Linked DNA regions of Oryctolagus cuniculus: region 2 is linked to region 1. Evidence: chromatin contacts called from public Hi-C data. All regions are on one chromosome and are shown on one strand. Each heading gives the region's core, a stretch centred on a gene start, on an enhancer-like site or on the middle of the called end of the contact. The rest is flanking DNA. Distances are from core to core; before and after follow the strand shown. Region 1 has its middle 38 kb from the start of GLRX. Region 2 holds the start of ELL2 (elongation factor for RNA polymerase II 2).

Region 1 (2,700 bases), core at 115-2,614:
CGTCTGCCCCCAGCTCCACTGTGGGGGTGTGGGGCAGCCCTGGAAGTGGAGTCTGCAGCCTGCAGTGCCCAGGAGCAGGTGGGGACACACTCAGCGACAGCCAGCCCAGCCCCCCCTGTGGGCCCCGCACGGCCGAGAGCTGCTGTGAGAAGTTGGTTTGTTTTAGGGTCTCAGAGTCTGTGCTGCCTGTCCCCTGACCTCTGACCCAGAACTATTTGTCCCGACTATTCCCCACGTTGCCTTCCTGGCTGCAAACCACGCAGAGGCAAGCTGGCCTTACAGCCTGGCTTCCACACTCAGGGGTCAAGGTGGTGTGGACACAGGAAGCAGCAAGCACCGGAAGCATGCCACGGAGGGCTGGCATTGAGTCTTCCTTTTTTTTTTTTTTTTTTTTTGACAGGCAGAGTGGCTAGTGAGAAAGAGAGACAGAGAGAAAGGTCTTCCTTTGCCATTGGTTCACCCTCCAATGGCCGCCGTGGCCGGTGCGCTGCGGCCGGCGCACTGCGCTGATCCGAAGCCAGGAGCCAGGTGCTTCTCCTGGTCTCCCATGGGGTGCAGGGCCCAAGCACTTGGGCCATCCTCCACTGCACTCCTGGGCCACAGCAGAGAGCTGGCCTGGAAGAGGGGCAACCGGGACAGAATCCGGCGCCCCGACCGGGACTAGAACCCGGTGTACCAGCGCCACTAGGCGGAGGATTAGCCTAGTGAGCCGCGGCGCCGGCCCAAGTCTTCCTTCTAACCCTTCCAAGCTGTGCGACCTTGGGCAGATGACTTACCGGCTCTGAGCCTCAATGTCCTTACCTGCAAAGCAAGGCTACTCTTACAGCTGTGCCATCCAGCCCAGCTGCAAGAACTACCTGCGAAAGCAGAAGCAGAGCCCTCGGCCTGTTGGATACTGTGGATTTTATTATACGGTCGTCTTCGTGATTCCGTAGCCAGGAAAATACAGAACAGCCAGCCTCTTGGGCCCTGGTGTTCCTGGCACTGTCAGCTGACTTCTCCGTTGTCCAAACAGCGAGGCCTTTGGCTGAACACCTTGGCTTTTCTTGTTCAGGCTTCCTACTTCAGGGCTGTGGCTTTAGGTCACGTCCTCGGCCGTGACCACATCTCTCCAGTTGGTCTGAGTTTCCCAAGTCCTCCTCCCCTGCGGCTGGCTGGCTGACACCTCATCATCCCCTCCGTGCTGCCGGCCAGGGCCCCGCGTGGACTGGGACGCTCTTTGTTTCCGTGTGGGCTGAGGCCCTGGAAAAGCCTTGGGTGGCTGGACCTTGAGTCATCTGCCAGGACAGCCAGGGTCCTGGCCACTCAGTGGGCTGAGACTGCTCCACCCACTCGTGCAGAAGAGACAGCACCTAATGGACGGGTGCACTTAGTGGAAGTCTGTTAGCTGCAGAATGCCTGATAAATCCAGCCAGCAAAGGTGCCCACGGCGCCCCCTTTCCAGCACACCCATGCACACTGGTGCACACGCATGCACGCTCATGCACGCACACACCTCTTCCTGCACAGGCCGCGTTCCACCGTGAGGTCGGAACGGCGGGCTGCCTGGAGGTCCGGTTTGGACGCAGGGTTACTTATTCCTGCCTGGCTGTTTGCTCTCCTAGCGGCTGAGCCTGGCTGTCGCCGCGAAGCCACCAGCGCGCAGAGGCGGTTAGGTCCGTGCGAGCCGCGCCAGGCCACGCGTCCAGCAGGTGGCGCTGCGTCCGCGCCGGCCTGAGGCTGCGGTGGCCGCACCGCTGGGGACGTGGGTCTGCCCGCTCCTGGCTGCGGCGTGGCCGGCGCCCGCGGTGACACACAGCGCTGACTGACGAGGGCCTTTGTCAGAGGCGGTGGGGCTCTGGCGTCAGTGCACGATGGAAGACAAAGCGCTTGTGCCCGGCGTTGTGAGTCCACGTGTGCCCGTCCCCCGCCGCGGTCTGGGCATCCTGTCCTCCCGCGGCCCGGCCCAGGCCGCCTTCTGCCAGGCTGCGCTAGGCTCTCCCTGGCCGGGCCTCGGTCCCCCGGGGAACCGCCTGTTTCCCTGATCACTGTAGGGAGCCCAGGTGGGACGGATCTACAGTATGGGGCATTAGTCATCTACCCCCTAAATAGGGCGGTCTTAAGTGGCGGTCCCCCCTTACGCCAGGGGGTGCTCCAAGGGTCCCCGCAGGGCCCACAGCCTCGTGTGGTACCGAACCCTGCATGGTTTTTCCTGTGCAGGCCGAACCCTGGGTGTTATTTCCCGTGCGTGTGTATCTAAGGTGAATTCATGAACCAGGCCTGAGAGAGGAGTAGAAATCAGTTAACAGCTTCCTTGGTATTTTCCATCCCCAACCTGTTCCTACCTCCACATGACTGCCCCTCATTTTTTTAAAAAAATTTTTTTAAAAAAAGATTTATTTGAAAGATAGAAGGAGACATACGCACGCAAACACACATACACAGATCTTCCATCTGCTGGTTCACTCCTCAAATGGCCACAGCAATTGGGGCTGGTGAGGCTGAAGCCAGGAGCCAGGAGCTTCATCCAGGTCTCCCACAGGAGTGGCAGGAACCCAAGCCCGCGGGCCGTCTTCCACTGCTTTCCCAGGTGCATCAGCAGGGAGCTGGATTGGAAGTGGAGCAGCCAGGACTCGAACCGGCACCCATATGGAAGCCAGCCCCACAGGCCGTGGCTTAACCCGCTGTAGCACAGCACCGGCCCTGGTGATTGGGTGCTTC
Region 2 (2,700 bases), core at 186-2,685, 97 kb after region 1:
CCCATAAACGGCTTCCCCGAGCACCCTGGCGGCCGTGCCCCTTCTCTCACTTCTCTCCCAACGTGAAAGCACCCCTGGATTTGTACTAGAGTGTGGCTGAGCCCCTCCCTGTCCTGGAGATGGGAGTGCGTCGCGGGTCTCTCCGGAGCGCGGAGAGCGGAGAGGCTCCAGTCAGCGAGTCTTAGCCCAGGATGCAGCGTTTCTTCCCCGCACCGCACCTGGGCTCGGCGACTCAGCCCCCGCGCAAGGCGTCTCCCGGGACAGCCAGCTTCCGCGATGTTCTCTCCCCGGCACCCTGAGCCCCTGCCTGAGTGCCCGGGTCTTTCCCGGGAAGGCGGCGGCGGTCCGGGGCGCAGGGTGTCTCGGGGAACGCGAGGCGCCTGTGTCCCCCGAGAATGCAAGGTGCGTGCCCGTCCTCCGTCCAGGCCAGGGCAAGGGCACCCGAGTGCACCCCAACCCCCCATCCCCAGTACCCGGAGTGCCGGTCCCACCTCCACGAGCACATCGTGTGCCCCCATTAAGGGAAGCGCCCCGGAGTGCTCGCGTGTCCCCAAGTCCCTGGGAGTTCCAATCGTGTCCCAGCCCCATTCGCAGAGCGCCGGGATCCGCGGCTATGCGGGTCCACCGGGCCCATATGTTAGCACGAAATCGCGGGCAGCTCGTGCCCACGGGTCCTCCCGGCTCTTGATCGGCACGCCGCGCCTCAGGCCCGCTCCCTTACTCGCCCCAGTCTCCCTCTCTCTCTCTCTCCTTGGGACCCAACCAGCTAGGAAATCCGCGATCGCCGTCGGAAAGTCCCGCAGCGGCGGCGCAGCCGAGCCAGGGCTGCGGCGGCCTCGGCCCCGCCGCCAGGGGCCGCCCGTCCGCTCGCCCTCCTCGGAACGCCTCAGCGCCCGGCCGGCCTGGGACCGCGGCGTCAGCGACCCTGCCCGGCCCTGCCCTGCCCTGCCCGGCCCGGCCGCCCGCCCGCCGCGGGCGCTGACGGCGGCAGCGGAGAGCCAGGCTCCGGGACACCCCGCGCTGGTGCCTCGAGTCTGAGGAGGCGCGGCGGGAGGCGAGGGTGCCCACCCCGAGCCCGCCCGGTCGACCAGCTCACCTTGTGGCTCTGGTAAGTCTCGAGCGCCCGGAGCGCTGTCTCCGTGAGCTTCACATGGAGGACGGTGATGTGGTCCTGCCCCAGCCGCCCGCACGACAGTCCGTAACGCTGCTCCTCCCGCAGGCCCGCCGCCCCCCCCGCCGCCATCTTAAACTCCCCGGGGTGCCGCCGCCGACGCCGCTCGGGCTTTAGCCTCCACTGCGGCCGCGGCTGCTCGGGCTCCTGCAGCCGCCGCCACAGCTACGGCCATCCCGCTGCTGACGTACTGTCATATACTGCGCTCAGCCAGACCTGGGGCTGCCACTGCCGCCGCCCGCCCCACCCTCCGGCCTCGCGCCCCGCCCCGCCCTCTCCTCATTGGCTCCGCTCCGCTCCGCGGCGTCCTCATTGGCTGCCTTCCGCTCTCACAGGGGCGGGGCCCAAAGTCGCCGGAGTTTTGCTCCCGGGACGGGACGTCCGAGGGCAGAGAGGCTGACGTCGGGGTGACGCGCCAACTTAATCACGTTTGACGTCACGTCTGGTCGCCTTGGTTCGCCAGCCGCGATTGGCCAGGCTGGCGTGGGGATCCCCGGCTCGCTGGGTGCCTGGGTTGCCTGGTCTGGTTTCCTAGAGTCGGAGCCCCGCCCCCGGGGCGATGGCCGGGGAGAGTCGGGGTGCGAGGACGTGACGGGGACCACGTCGGGGCGTTGTCCTTCGACGGCTCGGGAAGCCCGCGGGAGCTTGGGGGTGTGTGTGCGTGAGGAGGACGCAGTAGGAGTCGAAACGGGGTGCGGGAGGGCGGGATTCTCAAAACCCAGTTGAGGACTGCGGTGGAGCAGGTGGGCCTGCGAGGACCCCCGCTTTCCTCACGGCCCCCTGAACTTGACGGGAGTGAGTGCAGCCTGGCCTTTGGGGGTTGTGCTGGGTTGAGTCTCAGGGACAGAGCCGTGCGCCTGGGGGAATGTCTTTTTCAAGAGGCGGACCCAGGCTCAGCGAGGACCGAACTTCGAGGTCTCTGCTAAGTGACCCCGGGAGGCGGCAGCCCGCCGCCCTGATGGCGTAGGGAGAGGCGCCCTAGGTTAGGGTGGTGACGCCTTCCGAAGGGCAGAACCGGCCTTGACCTAACCCATCTCCTTGTCCTTGGGCCGGCTTTGTTAGGTGCGTGAGGCCTGCCTCCTGAGGGGAAGCGGAGGTGGCAGGGCCGTGCTGGGCTCCGTGAGGGGGCGTCGGTGGTCGGCCTGACAGGCAGGCTCCCCGTCGCGTGGTCAGAAACACCAGAGAAAAGCAGAAATTTGAGGTGCTTTTTACTCGGTTCCCCAGGAACAATTTTTTAGATATCTAATCAGTATTTCCCATCCTTTTTAATAGGATTAGGCTGTGACTTTTTTTTTCCCCCGTGAGTCCGCCGCCCTACACACCTGAATAAACCTTTTTCCCCTATAGGTTCACGCCCTTTCCATTGAGACCCTCGGGCAAGGTTGTATGTGATGGCATGAATTTCAGAACGAATTCTCTTTGTAGAGTACGGATTATATGGAAGACCTGTATTAAGTGTTGGTGACATCACAGGAGAAGTTTGTAAACTGACTTCATGTCAGCGCGCCTGAATAGGCTGGCTGTGAAGA

Evidence for each region. Hi-C and Micro-C count contacts between places; a contact is called where the count stands out from the background.
Region 2: a contact with region 1 is called in a Hi-C map of an unstated tissue, with 4 times the contacts expected there. The contact joins the promoter of ELL2 here to the enhancer-like site in region 1. A contact is called at or near these places in 3 of 6 Hi-C or Micro-C datasets (ear pinna, psoas muscle and an unstated tissue).

Annotation. Positions count from the first base shown.
Region 1 is chr14:18,443,542-18,446,241 of mOryCun1.1, forward strand. No RefSeq gene overlaps it. Among named protein-coding and RNA genes, the nearest start is that of GLRX, 38 kb to the left of the region's middle. Within about 2 kb of position 1,365, at least 1 of the 8 cell types and tissues checked has an H3K27ac peak or open chromatin away from gene starts, as enhancers often do.
Region 2 is chr14:18,539,981-18,542,680 of mOryCun1.1, forward strand. It overlaps ELL2 (elongation factor for RNA polymerase II 2), which reads right to left and starts at 1,436. Exons shown (of 12, transcript XM_002713941.5): 1 at 1,097-1,436. The coding sequence starts at 1,243.